Regions from separate parts of the Zea mays genome. Here all the other regions are linked to region 1. A link is a contact called in public Hi-C data. All regions are on one chromosome and are shown on one strand. Each heading gives the region's core, a stretch centred on a gene start, on an enhancer-like site or on the middle of the called end of the contact. The rest is flanking DNA. Distances are from core to core; before and after follow the strand shown. Region 1 holds the start of LOC100216778. Region 2 holds the start of LOC100501315. Region 3 holds the start of LOC100273597 (putative cytochrome P450 superfamily protein).

Evidence for each region. Hi-C and Micro-C count contacts between places; a contact is called where the count stands out from the background.
Region 2: a Hi-C map of leaf shows a contact between it and region 1, with 6 times the contacts expected there. The contact joins the promoter of LOC100501315 here to the promoter of LOC100216778 in region 1. A contact is called at or near these places in 2 of 25 Hi-C or Micro-C datasets (ear and leaf).
Region 3: a Hi-C map of leaf shows a contact between it and region 1, with 5 times the contacts expected there. The contact joins the promoter of LOC100273597 here to the promoter of LOC100216778 in region 1. A contact is called at or near these places in 3 of 25 Hi-C or Micro-C datasets (ear, leaf and tassel).

The regions. Positions count from the first base shown.
Region 1 is chr9:73,634,930-73,639,487 of Zm-B73-REFERENCE-NAM-5.0, reverse strand. It overlaps LOC100216778, which reads right to left and starts at 2,549. Exons shown (of 6, transcript NM_001143177.1): 1 at 2,380-2,549; 2 at 599-801; 3 at 239-488; 4 at 1-115. The coding sequence starts at 2,428. It overlaps LOC118473325, which reads right to left. Exons shown (of 4, transcript XR_004852676.1): 4 at 3,890-4,558.
Region 2 is chr9:74,122,633-74,127,190 of Zm-B73-REFERENCE-NAM-5.0, reverse strand. LOC100501315 reads right to left here and starts at 1,870. Exons shown (of 11, transcript NM_001196066.1): 1 at 1,651-1,870; 2 at 1,492-1,555; 3 at 1,329-1,387; 4 at 1,159-1,234; 5 at 954-1,036; 6 at 784-863; 7 at 435-696; 8 at 22-361. The coding sequence starts at 1,815.
Region 3 is chr9:74,019,969-74,024,526 of Zm-B73-REFERENCE-NAM-5.0, reverse strand. LOC100273597 (putative cytochrome P450 superfamily protein) reads right to left here and starts at 2,480. Exons shown (of 4, transcript NM_001148013.1): 1 at 2,179-2,480; 2 at 1,057-2,052; 3 at 880-975; 4 at 320-795. The coding sequence starts at 1,800. The coding sequence ends at 451.

The DNA of each region.
Region 1 (4,558 bases), core at 1,300-3,799:
ATAGGAACCTCAGGACGTCTATTCCCTTCAGTGATGACCAATGGGATCTTAGTGTTTAGGCCTCGACTTATCCTTTCCAATTGTCTACCCATACTTTTTCCCCTTATCCATTTATCTGTCATGACATCTATTTGACTTGAAAATAATGAACATTTTCACAAAATTAATGTAGATTATAATCAGTTTAATGCAAATTTCTAGAACATATTTGTTTTAGAATAGATCACTGTTTTCTTGCCTTCATCACACATCTGAATCTCGTCATCATGGTGTGCAGGAAAATTGGCAGAAATCAATGTGTGCTCATCTGTATTTGCAGTCAAACCATGTATATCTTTCTCAACTAAGGATAGTTCCTTTGTCTTCTGCCTAGTTACTCTACCAACTTGGTCTTCTACATTAGGTGCTACCACTCTCTTGGATCCTTTTGTTCCTCCAAAACCAGTAGACATGTTGGTGTTCCTTCTTTCAATGTAGAAAGGATCATCCTGCATGGCCTCGTAGGCATAATAAAAGAATTAAACCCAAATTTATCTTATTGCACATTGAGCACAAATCAGTAATAACACCAAAGGGGTACAATAAGAAATCTAAGTACCTGATTAGCCACATGATGATCATTGTCCTCACTATGATCAGGTTCATACAATGGATCAAAGTCTTCACGAGCGATAGAGTTCTTCCTTGTACTACTTGATCGAATAAGTGATGTTAATCCAGTTATACCAAGGCTACTCAACATTTTGTTGTTCCTCATCACATTTAAAGCCCTCTCCTTTTCATACTCAGTAATTGGCACCTCTGAACATACATTAAATAGGCAAAATATGAGTGTTGCATCAAGTGAACTAATTGATGCAAGTTCTGTTAACTAATTGAAGCAAGTGAATAGGACACGACTACTAAACTGTTTGGAGCAAGTAAACTAATTGGAATTCTGTCGAACTAGATAAATATCAGAATTGTGCTAACAACACGATGGTTGGTGGAACATAGTAGTAAACAACTGTAAAGTAATTATTGGTGTCAGTTCAGAACAAGTGATGTTAACGATTCACCAATTCGTCTGTTATTTTCTTGTAAACAAAAAGAAGTAACTAGTGGCCATGCATATATGTTGCCTTTGCTAGAAAAAGAGGAGATAAGAGCAACTCCAATAGCACCTAATATCAAAGTCTCAAACCATATTATAGGGGAAAAAAGAAAAGCATGTCTCCAGATTCTTCATGTTTTCTGAACTCTGTTATTTGTGATGCCTAGCAGTAAAAATTGTACTCCATGATGAAATAGCTATTCATGTAAACGTATGACAAAATGAAATGGATGGACTAAATTATAAAGGAATTGATTATAGTTCAAGAATACACACTGGACAGCATATGTGTTTATTTAGAGTGGATTTCTTGAAGTTGTTATTCTGTTACATATAATCAATTCACTTGATATTTACATTTTTTACTTGGAACACAACATTGTGAATCAGACTGTATGTGTGCCTGATACTCCTGTGTTTTGCCTGTGCTGTTAATCTGTTATGTGAACTGCATTTATAATGAAGTGCCTGTACCGTTATCTTCTATGTGTGTCACAAATAGTAAAGCTAGCAGTTGAAGCTAGCAATTTGTTCTTGTATGTTCTGAATTCTAAATGGTAAATAATTAAGCTACTAATTTGTACCTATATGTTCTGAATACTAACCAGACCTTTTTTACCTGTGTTCAAGCGAGCAGTTCAACAACACATTCCGAATAATACATGTGTTCAAGCGAGCAGTATGTACGTTTTGAATAATAAACCTAGAACATTTGTGGGAGTGGACGACGGGTAACAAACTGGTGGAGATTTGTGAACCGATCAAACAGGTTTTACGTAAACTATATGGAGCTGTTGGAGTACTACCTTTTTTATTGGCCTAAATACTTTTAAGGAGATCCCAATGTCTGTGTTTTGGGAGCTAATTTTTTGGTATTTGTTGGAGATGCTCTAACGTACTGTCCTACACTCCTACTATCAAAATCATATAGAAAATCATAACTTATGACATAATATCTTTAGATAATCACTATATGCCATTAGCGACAACAATATCTGTACAAAAATAAGCATATAACTAAATTATGCATCTCTATTTACCACTGCGATAGATAACCTATAGAATCCATCTATAAAAAAGGAGAATAGGGGATCCGATCTGAGCACCTCAAACCTCTCTGCTGCAAAAAATACACATGTGTTTGCAAGGATAAAAGACATCTCTCTGCAGCGACGGCCCGTGCTGGGCAACGGCAGCGGTGGCCCGTGCTAGGCGACGGCATCGGCGACCCGTGCCGGGCAACGATAGCAAAGCAGTAAATGAGAGAAGAACTTGAAGTCACTTACCACCAAGGTCTCTGCATGTCCTTGCCCCATCCATCCTTCCAGGGGGCATGTTGAACACGGCCAGGTATTGAGGAGCAGACACCGAGGCGGTTGGATGGATGGCGGCGTCGAGGTAGTTGGATGGAGCGGCGGCGCCGAGGTGGGGCGGGGTTGTGGCGTCCAGGCGGTTGGATTGGGTGGCGGCGTTGAGGCGAGGAAGACGGGCGTGGGGTGGGGTCGTGGGATTCAGACTAGACAACGTCAGAGAGCAGTCAGCTAATCTGCACCCTTCACCGTTGATCCAGCGATAACTATACAAAAGTGACATGGGCTGCACAAAGTTGAGGCCCATCATAGCGCACAGCGGCACAGGTCATGCCGAGAGCTTTCCATGGACACAGAAAACACCTCTGCTATTTCTGCTCGAGCGCCACCGCGCCGTCTGTATCCCATCGAGGAGAGCTGCACTGTCGCCCATGCTAAGCGTCACGCCATCGTCATCCCTCGTCGGGCGCCATCACCATCCTGAATGCTACCGACCTGTAGTGTATCCACCTAGCCACAGTGTGCCAATTTTTGAAGTCTGAATGGAAGTGTCAAATAAGCTCAGACTTGCAGAGTACATTCTCATCTCAGTGATGGCAGTCGAGAACTGAATTTTACACTCTGGACACAATCATTCAGCAATTCAGTGCCTGTGCAATTCTGGATACAGGCATGCAACAAGTGCAGTTTCAGTTTACAAGCAAATTTAGTTACACGCCATGTTCAGTTTACACGCCATGTGCAGTTTCAGTTACACGCCATGTTCAGTTTACTAGCTGAAAGACATGGATCACAAGGTTGGTGTTGTGTATTACAAGGTGTTAGAAGCGGATCACAAAATTCAGTTACACACCATGTTCGTCGCTGAACTGGTAGATAGTACCCCATGCCATTGCCACCATCCCTAAGTCTGATCTAGAACTACTAGGATGTCAAGGTGGATGACAACAAGGACTACTTGGCTTACAAGCTATGCGACATGAAAAGGAAGCCATCTATGGAATGTTGCAGGAATTGGTTCATAACCAGAAGAAGAAAAAGCGAGATGTCATTGGGTAGAAAAATGTAGGGGTCTTGTAAACATGCTGTGCACTACTGATGCATGGCTGGATCTATGTTCTGAAACCTAAAATGTAATCTACAATCTGAAATGTGAAATATGTGGTGCACACAAATGTGTTCTGAAATGTGTGTTTTCTGAAATCTGAGTTGCATAGAAATGCATTATGAAATGTGTATGTTCTGAAATCTGAAATGTGTATTATGTGTAGCAGTAGTATTACATCAGTTAGACAATACTGAAATGTGTATTATGTGTGTGTTCTGAAATCTGAAATGTGAAATGTGTATTATGTGTATGTTCTGAAATCTGAAATCTGAAATGTGTATGTTCTGAAATCTGAAATCTGAAATGTGTATTATGTGTATGTTCTGAAATCTGAAATGTGTGTTTTCTGAAATCTGAGTTGCATAGAAAAGTTGAATATCACTTCTCAAAGCTCGAACAAATTATTGCATAAAGTTCACTCCTCTCAAATAACCGTAGCGAGTTCACTTCTTAAAAATCAAACAAATTACAGCATACAGTTCACTTTTCTCAAATAACAGTAGCTAGTTCACTTCTTAAAAATCAAACAAAATACAGCATAGAGTTCACTTCTCTCAGATCAAACAAAAAACATGCTACTCGTTATCACTGAAATCATCATCGTCATTGACAATAGTTATTGATTCTTCGTTGTCACTAGCATATTGCCATCCAGTTTCATCTTCATTGTCGCTTGTCTCATACTCTTCCACTTCCTCTTCTCGTTGCACCCGAAATTCATCAACCACACTTGCATTGACATTAACAGATTCGTCAGCATCCTGATGTCCAGGTATCTCCATATCTCCTTCATTAACTTGCACTTCAGAACCAACACATGTATCATCTTGGTATGATAGTCCTGAGGAACTAGGTCTTTCATCAATGTCATTTTCAGCCACACTCCACAAGTGCCTATGTGTAAATTTTTGAACAATCTTCCAGTTTCCAGAATTCTTGATGTCTTGCAAATAAAATACCTTAGTTGCTTGTGCTGCTAAAATAAAAGTATCATTTTTGTACCAACAACTACTATGGTTTATACTTCTAAAATATCCATCATATTTC
Region 2 (4,558 bases), core at 621-3,120, 490 kb before region 1:
AGTAGCTAGTTAACTAATTACCCGTGACGAAGTTGGTAGCCATGTCGCCGTAGTAGTCTCTGAGGTCCCGATCGAGCTGGCCCAGGTCTGCTTCGACCAGGATCGCGCCGTACTGGTTGATCCCAACGAAATCGAGCGAGCCGCGCACCATGGCCGAGTCTCGGGCCGTCAGCGACGGCAGCCTTGCCCCCACGTTCCTCTTCATCACGGGCGGATAGTCGCCGTACACCAGGGGATGCATGAACCATCCAAGCGAGAAGTCATTTGCTCTGGCAGCTGCTTCTACATCCTCGGGCTTCTGCGTCGCTGGCTCATACCACCAGGCCAGCAACGTCAGTCCAATCCGTCCTCCTTGCTCGCCCTGCTAGTACACAGTTGATGTAATGCAGTTGCAGTGCATGGATATCGATCGATCGATCGACCGACCGACCGACCTGGTACTTGCGTCTGTAGAGGGACACAGCCGACGCATGCGCGAGCAGGAGGTGGTGGGCGACGGCGTACGGCTCCGTCGTGGAGTTGCCGTGGGTGCAGGTGACGCCCAGTCCAAACGGGTAGGAGCAGCGGCGCGGCGGGAGGTAGCCTTGGTCGTAGCCGCCGATGGGCTCGATGTTGGGCTCGTTCACCGTGATCCAGTGCTTCACCCTGTCGCCGAAGCTCCGGAAGCACACGTCTGCGTAAGCGGTAAAATCATCGCTGCGTACGGTACGCACGGCGGTCAGGGGGATCCATTCATGCCATGGCCATCTGCACATGCATGTGTGTGTACACTACACTACATACATGATTCTCGGACTGAGCAGGCCGTTGTATTCATCCTGGAGAGCCTGGGGAAGGTCGAAGTGATAGATGGTCACGTGCGGCTGTATTCCTGCCACACGTTAATTACACGCGCGGAAATAAAACCATTCGGAATCAGGCGCCGTTAATTAACGTTGCAATTAATGAAGTACCAAATGACGACCATATCTGAGGAGCTCATCTATGAGGCTGTTGTAGTACTCCAACCCCTTTGGGTTCACAGCTCCACGCCCATCTACAAACACGTGGCATATCATCAGACATGCGAAAACAATACGATAGGATGGCTAAGTACACTGATAAACAGAGGGAAAAAAAGATCCTCTCCTCTGTGTCTAGGACTCTACTAGCTAGCACCTGGAATAAGCCTTGACCAGGCAATCGAGAACCTGTACGCGTCCAAGCCCATGTCATGCATTAGCTTCACATCTTCCTGAAAATCGTCAGTCCAGCTAGCACATGACTGACTACGGATTCGTAAGCAATCAGTATATATAATCGAACTTAAAAGGAAATGCTGGCCATGCCTTGTAATGGTGATACTGGTCCGCAGCCACATCTCCAGTATCACGGTCAATCGAATATCCTACACAACGCAAGCACAAAAACCAGACGATACAGGACTTGGATTTCCAAACCATATGGAGCTGAGCGAGAGAAATGGGAGGAGCTACTAGCTCGCTCGCTGACCACTGTGCGTGTATGTGTCCCAGATGCTGGGCTTCTTCCCGTCCTCTGCCCATGCGCCTTCGATCTGCACAAACCAGACGATTCATCTCAACACCACCTACCTGCCTCTCTGCCTCGCGCGCCACTCACTGCCCGTAGCCCACACTGCTCCTATCCTACCTGGTAAGCCGATGCGCCGGCGCCGAAGACGAACCCCTCCGGGAAATCACCCCTGGTAATCGCCGCCGCAGAGACGTGCTTCCACAGCAGGGCGGCGAGGAGCAGCAGAGAAACCGAGAGCACGCGCGGGCAACAACCATCGCCGCGTGGTCGCAGCAGCTCCATTACAAAAGAATTCTCCCCTGATCGGCTAGCAGCTTCGTCTCCCCAGCGAAGTGTGAGGCTACGGTGGGTGTACTGACCAGGCTAATATAAGTGCGCTGCCGCAACGCACGTCACACGTACGGCGTACCGACCGACACGTCTCGCTTTCAAGCTGCCGCATTGGTCTCTTTCTCTTTCTTGGACGCTCGTCACCGCATACGCGCGGCGCGCGCGCATCGACGACATGTGAGTATGTGACTCAGCGTCACCGTGCCTCTTCCAGACGCAATGAGTGCGCTGACGCCATACCGTCTAGAAAAAAGCGCTCCCACCTTCGCATCGATCGACACGGGTTCCAGTAGGACCACGCATGGATTCTGTAGGCTGCCCTGCTCTACCACGAACGGCAAACTGACAAATTTTTATCCTATCGAATCATCAATATATCTATATGTAATATAATATTCTCTCTGTCATGATTTATAATTTATTTAATTTTTATTAAATTTAACCTACTCATCTTATTCAACCTTTTTTAGAAATATAGGAAATTCAAAATCATACTTACGCCCTGTTTCAATCTCACGGGATAAACTTTAGCTTTTGCTAAACTTTAGCAATATAAATTAAAGTGCTAAAGTTTAGCTTTTTTAGTGTTTAGACTACTCTAATAAAGTTTAGCACATTGGAATAAAAAGACATCCATACCCCTAATGCGGAGAGAGAGAGAATAGGGTTGGAGGGTATGGGTGGAAAATGAGGTTCCATGGCCCACGTTTAACTCCTTTTAGCACTCCTTGAACATTTTATGAGATAATATATACTAAATTTTATCGCACCACAGTTAGCTCTCTTGTTTAGATCATCAAATAGCTAAAAGTAGCTAAAAACTGCTAAAGTTTATCTCGTGAGTTTCAAACAGGGCCTTATATATTATATACAAAATGATTACAAAGTAAAAATTAATAACAGCAGTAAAGTTTTCGAATAATACGAGTCGGTTACTTAAAGAAAAAAATTAAACCAATTACAAGTGAACGTTTGATAGAGCTCCTACAACTCCATTCGTTACGAGAATGACTCCTAGCTAAACGATAAAAAACTGAACTACAAGTAAATCTAGTCTCCATTTTATATTAGAAAGTAGGAGCCAAAAAATCTGCTTCCCACCACTCTTAACCTACTCCCCACTCTTTAACCCCTCAGAAATCACTTCACAGCCTATTTGCCAAACGATTTTCGGCAAATAGATTCATTTCCAGTAGAGAATCACTCAGAATCACCCTATTCTCTACTACTTATTAAGGTTGTAAGGGTAGCATACCTCTATCTGGTTCTGCCTACTCTCAATCTGCACCGTTCGTTTTGCCCACGCCTCCATTTTCGTGTATCATCCGTCCATCTCGCGTCCTCTTGCCAGTGGGAGCAGGTAGCTCTCGCTCGTCCGTCTGCAGCCGCTGCCTCCCCACATCCCCCACGCGAGCTACCCCCGCGTTCACTCCGTGCGTCGGCCTCCCCATGCGCAACCGTCCCGCCCACACTCCCCGTGCGCAACCGCCCCACCTCCGTGTGTTCCCTCCCCATGCGGGATCACCCTCCATCACCGACGTGACCTATCTCCGCCTCACCTCCTCCCCCTGCCTCCACCGCCCCTCCCCCGACGTCGTCATCACTACCGCGCCACTCGCTCCCGCAGGATCTAGATCCGGTGGACGTAGCTCTGGGGCCTCGGCGCAGGCAGCCTGGGAACGCGTAGCGCAGCATGGTCGGCCTCGGCGCACGGCGGTTGTGGAGGCGTGTGACCCCATAAGGATCATCCACCCACGCGATCTCGGTCCAGTGCGCACTCTACGACGACTGCCAAGAAGTGTGACATCTTGCTCCTCTGCTCCCCTCCATCGCGCCTTTCTCGAGCCTCCCCACAACCCGCATCTGAGCCGCACAGCCTACGGCAGTGGTGAAATGTCGAAGCTAGACTGCATCTTCTTCAAGTCGAACCCACCCCTTACCTCTCGCCCCTTTCTTATAGTTCCTTGCGAGAGTGAGATTTATCATTATTTAGTTCTTCATGTCTTGCACGAGCTAGACATGGGGGAGCTCTAGATCGAGGAAGTCGATGACGCTGGACATGGATGAGGCTAGGAGAGATCGGGACAAGACAACAACATCGGAGGATCTTGGGGTCGCCACTAAGGTCAGGTGAACAGTACCTCTGTCCCTGCCAATCTACTGTCTCCTTTCTGTTATTGTTTTGTGATTAGGTCACTGTTTGGGGATAGGGGGAGTAATTACTATGCCCTGGCCTTTGATTATGTTTCAGCGTTCTCAATTTCTCTAGCAATACCAAACACTACCATCAGCGCTAGCATCCTGCTAATTGCTCTAACGAGATGTGTGAAAGGATCTATGGGATTCCGTCATCAATTACTCTACAAATGTATCTATTATGAAAATCAGTACATAAACTTTAGAACAATAGTACATAGAACTATAAATATTATGTTTGAAAACCAGGTCTTTAATTAATTAGTACATGTGTTATTGTTCTGAGAATTTGAACTAGCTTGGGAAGGTCTCTTATTCGACGTTCAACAATCTGGGATTTTTGTTCATTATCTCTTTGGACCATAGATAAATGTTTATCGAGTACTTCTGCACTACAAGAAAGCAATATGGTAGCATAATACTGAAGAGAATAAAAAAATGTCAATAAATTAAAAGTTGCGATATACAACAAAATTCATCTGATTGCTTTTATAACCCA
Region 3 (4,558 bases), core at 1,231-3,730, 390 kb before region 1:
AATCAGAGAAAGGAGCACAAAGGAATAGAAAACATGTCAGAAATAACTATGGCTATAATCCGTACCAGCTTCTAGTATTTCTATAACGTTTTTGTCCTTATGAATTACAACTGCCAAACAGTCGGCTTTAATCTGAAGCGAACCCAGCCTAACCACCGTGGGATTCGACCTAGTTTTTATGCTTTAGCTCGTCTGGTCGATATTAGGAAATCAGCTTAGCCGGTTTTTCTGCACAGCAGCTCGAGGCGATCCCAAAAGGTGATTTTTGGTTAAATCAATTTGGATTCAAACCAACATTATTATTGTTCTTCTCGAGATTCAAGATGCCTAGATGTGTTATCACTGACTGCAAGCAATGGAACACATTTTATCTGTTTACACCGGACTAACCGTCCAAGTGACCACTGGTACACCGTACACCCTCAAGCCCTTGCCATCCGTCCGTACACGCTACAACGGCATGGCAGCGCACCGCTCAACTGCTACGAGTTTGACGCCCTTCTTGAAATTGAGCACGATCCCGAACTGGAGCTCCGGCGGCGACTCCATCCGTGGCGACCGCCGGAAGAGGAAACGCCGGTACAGGTGCAACATAGAGAGCTTCACCTCCTGCAGCGCGAACCGCTGCCCCACGCACGCCCGCGGGCCGATGCCGAAGGGGATGTGCGCGCACGGGTGCCGCCGGCGCTGCTCCTCGCTGGCCGGGTCGAACCGCTCCGGCCGGAATGCACCGGGGTCCTCGAAGTTAGCGGCGTCGCGGGACAGGACGCCCGGAGCCATCCACAGCCACGTGCCCTGTGCGCGGTGAACCATTCATGAACAGGACGAGCACCATGCCGATGCCAATGCCCAACCCTTGATGGTGAGATGTATCCATACCTTTGGGAGAGTGTGGCCTCCAAGCTCTGTTTGTCGAGACGTCACTCTGGCGATCAGTGGCGAGACTGTGTAGAATCTCATGGCCTCCTTTATGACCTGCAAATGCAAACGGAAGTTACGTTCGCGGCGCATGTCGTCCTAATCCTACACGTGACGCTGCATTGTCGTGTCACTTGCCTGATCAAGGTAGGGGAACCGGTGCTGCAGGTCGTCGGCGGTCGGCACGGCGCCGCGCGGCCCGAAAGCGTCGACCTCCGCCAGCAGCTTGGCCTCAACCTCCGGGTGGCCGGCGACTAGGTACACTGCCGACGAGAGCGTGAACGCCGTGGTGGCAGACCCGGCGAGGAGGTGCTCGTAGGTGAGCGCGCTCACGTGGTCCGGCGTGAGCAGCTCCCGCAGCGCCGCACTGCGGTCCCGGGCGTCCAGCACCGCTGACAGGAAGTCCTTCCTCCTTTCGCCGTGCTGGCCGCGCCCGCGCGCCCGTGACACCACAATCTCGTCCACCCGCGCGCGCAGCCGCGCGTTGGTCCGCGCGACCCTCCAGTCGGCGGTCCCCGGGACACGGCTCAGCAGGTGCCGTACCGGGCCCTGCAGCGCGGGCGCGACGAGGCCGAGCACTACGGAGAGCGGCGCGGACAGGTCCATCTTCAGGGAGGTTGTGGAGTGCACGTGCTCCCTGATGAACTCCGCGGCCTCGCAGCCGGGACCGCTCGCCGTGAGGCCGAAATCCACGCCGAACGCCGCCTCACCGATGATGTCCGTGGCCAGCTTGAGCGAGAGGTCGGAGAAATCGACCAGCCCGTTCTCCTGAACTACCATCGCCGGTATGGCGTCCGCGGCGCGCTCGATGCAGTGCTGCATGGTGGGGACGAGGCCGGCGAGGTGCGATGGCTGGTACAGCGAGATGATTGTATTCCTCATCGCCGACCACCGTTCATCCCTGACGAGATCGCAATGCTATGTGGCGCACCTGCTCGTGGATCCAAATGCGTAGAGGAAAACGAACGAACTAAAAGTCACCTAGTGAAGAAGAGGCCCTTCTGGTGGAGAGGGGAGCCGGCGATCGGCGCCGGCAAGCTCCTGTTGGGGATGAGCTTGAACTGCCTGACGCCAACCTCCCTGCAGAGCTCTGGGTCAGCGACGATCACCAGAGGCTGCCTCCCCAAATGGAACCTGCAGCCAAGGCTAAACCTCATTCCCATTTTAATCCTGATGAAAACATCTACTAGGTGAAGTGCTGAAATAGAGCACTCGATTCTGCAAGATCAAGTCTCGATCTTATCGTTGTGGCTTTGCCACCTGAAGATCGGGCCATATTTCTTGGCGAGGAGGCCGAAGACGTCAGGTCCGTGTCGGGCGAGCAGCGGGAGGTGCCCCACGACGGGCAAGGCCGGCGGCCCCGGCACGTCCCTGATCCGCCAGTGTGGCGCGTAGAAGTAGAGCAGGAAGAAGACGCCGACGGCGCAGGACGCCACCGTGGTCACGTACGGCAACCATGCTTCCGTTCCTGCGGCGCCTGCCATCTCCATTGATGATATGATCCCAGCTTCCTAATCCTAGTTGCTATGCTCTTTCTCTCTTGTCAATCCGCAAGATACGCAGTTTGTCCCCTGAGACTGTAGGATGTCTGAAGGGCTTATTTGTTGTCCTTGATAGTGCTGCGACGTTTGCAGTAACCAACGACATGAGTGGAACCCGGTGTGTCGAGCACATTCTTGCAACTAGGGAAAGGGGAAGACGCAAAAGTTCTTTTTTCCATGTTGTCAAAGAAAAACAATAACAGAAACTGGTCAAGCCAAGAATCATGGCATCGACATCTGCTTTTGCAAGAATATATTACTACAGATAAGTTTCAGATTCTATTCTATTGGAACAAATCATCTAAACCACACGGTAGTGCTGAAAATGCATCCGTTGTCACTTAATTTCAATCCCCTAAAGACATCAAAAATCAAGACAATACAATTAAATCGAGTTTCATCCTCATCTTTTCCACTCACCATTCTCAAAGAGAAGGTAGATTGAAAGGATGAAGACGAGAATTTACATAAACAAGTAAGACATTTAATTGTAGACAAGAGTGATGCGTGATCAGATAAGAGTTAAATAAAAAGACATATAATTCACACGTGAGCGAAGTCACTCAATTATATTTCTTCTTTGGTTTATAAAACAAGAACTTGCATAAATACCTTGAGCTTCGTAAAATTACAATGAGAGAGGTAAAAAGATTATACCTTCGTATAAAGAGAAATAAATCGAGTTCCGATCGAAAAAAGTCTCACCAATGCAAAACATTGTTCCTCTATTTATAGACACGGGATATAGCTTCGGTGAATTTACAATCGTGTCCTTAAGCCTATATATTTAGACTATCATACATGCTGAGGGTATAGTGGTCTTTTCCTTCTTCTATCTACGACGAAATGAATTTCAAGGACTCCTTATGGTCTAGTCTAGCTTCATTAGTTGAGTACGCACGGCAACCGCCCAATGCTTCTACCTTCGTGTACGTGTCTGTTAGCAGTTTCGGCTGAAGATTATCTTCGGCATTAGTCCCGCAACATATGAAGCCAGATAGAAAATAGTCATTGGATTAGTGTTGAGGACCTTTAGGAGAAGAAGGCCCATACAAAATCTAACCCTATTATGACTTTTGGTGAATTAATCACAATACAAACAAAAAATAACGAGACCTATAAAGCATTTAAACTAATGTCTTACAAAAAATGCATTTGACAATTGGTGAACATCCTCCCCTCCCCACACCACCGCGACACACACCCGACCCACACAAATTCTTTAAAGAATGGATGCCACGACGTAATTGACAAGAATAAAAGTGTCATTGCGTAGCAAGACTGGGGTTTTACAGGTACTCGAGAGATGATGGATAGAGTGATGGACACAGGCTCGAAACACACAGATCCTAGGTGATATTTTCCACCAGCACATAAAAATTTGTAGATGTTTATCGGGAACCTATCAAGATTCTAGAGAGAGAGAGACAATATGATAACACGATTAAGTTGTATCCTTCTCCCCTCCGAAGATGTATAGGTAAGAAGGACAAGTAAAGCATATACAACTCGGAATTGACATGATAAGTCGAAGGTGAGCACAAGTGTAACATAGATATACTTTTAGTCGACGATAAATTGTACACTCAACAGTTCAACAAATGTGCATGTTCTTTTATACATAGTAAATACACTTAACATATTAGGCAAAAGAATGTGACAATAGAAAAGCTTCATTCTTATTATACCTTCGGAGGCTCGCTAAGAAGAAGATGTTATAGGCACGAACTACCAAAAAACATGTTGACATGTAGTGGTGGCACTGTTTATCTATTTATAGGGCCAAACTTGTATAGATTTTTATACAGAATTTGAAGAATGCACTACCTATTATATGCTAGCTCTTCGTAACCGAGGAGGTATAATTACGTCTTTTTACAGTAGAGATGTTTCATATACATCTTTTCTTCTCCTTGAGAGTATTCTTCTGCCTTCTTTTCGAAGGTAGCCCCAAAGGAAATCAGACTTCATCTCTCCTTTAACTTTAATTCTACCTTGTCGAGTTTGATACTAATCTTCCCTTCGGCTTTCAACAAATTGCTTCGTTGATTAGTTTCAAGCTCTAGGCCTTACTCCTTAATTTGAAGGTGCTTTGTCCT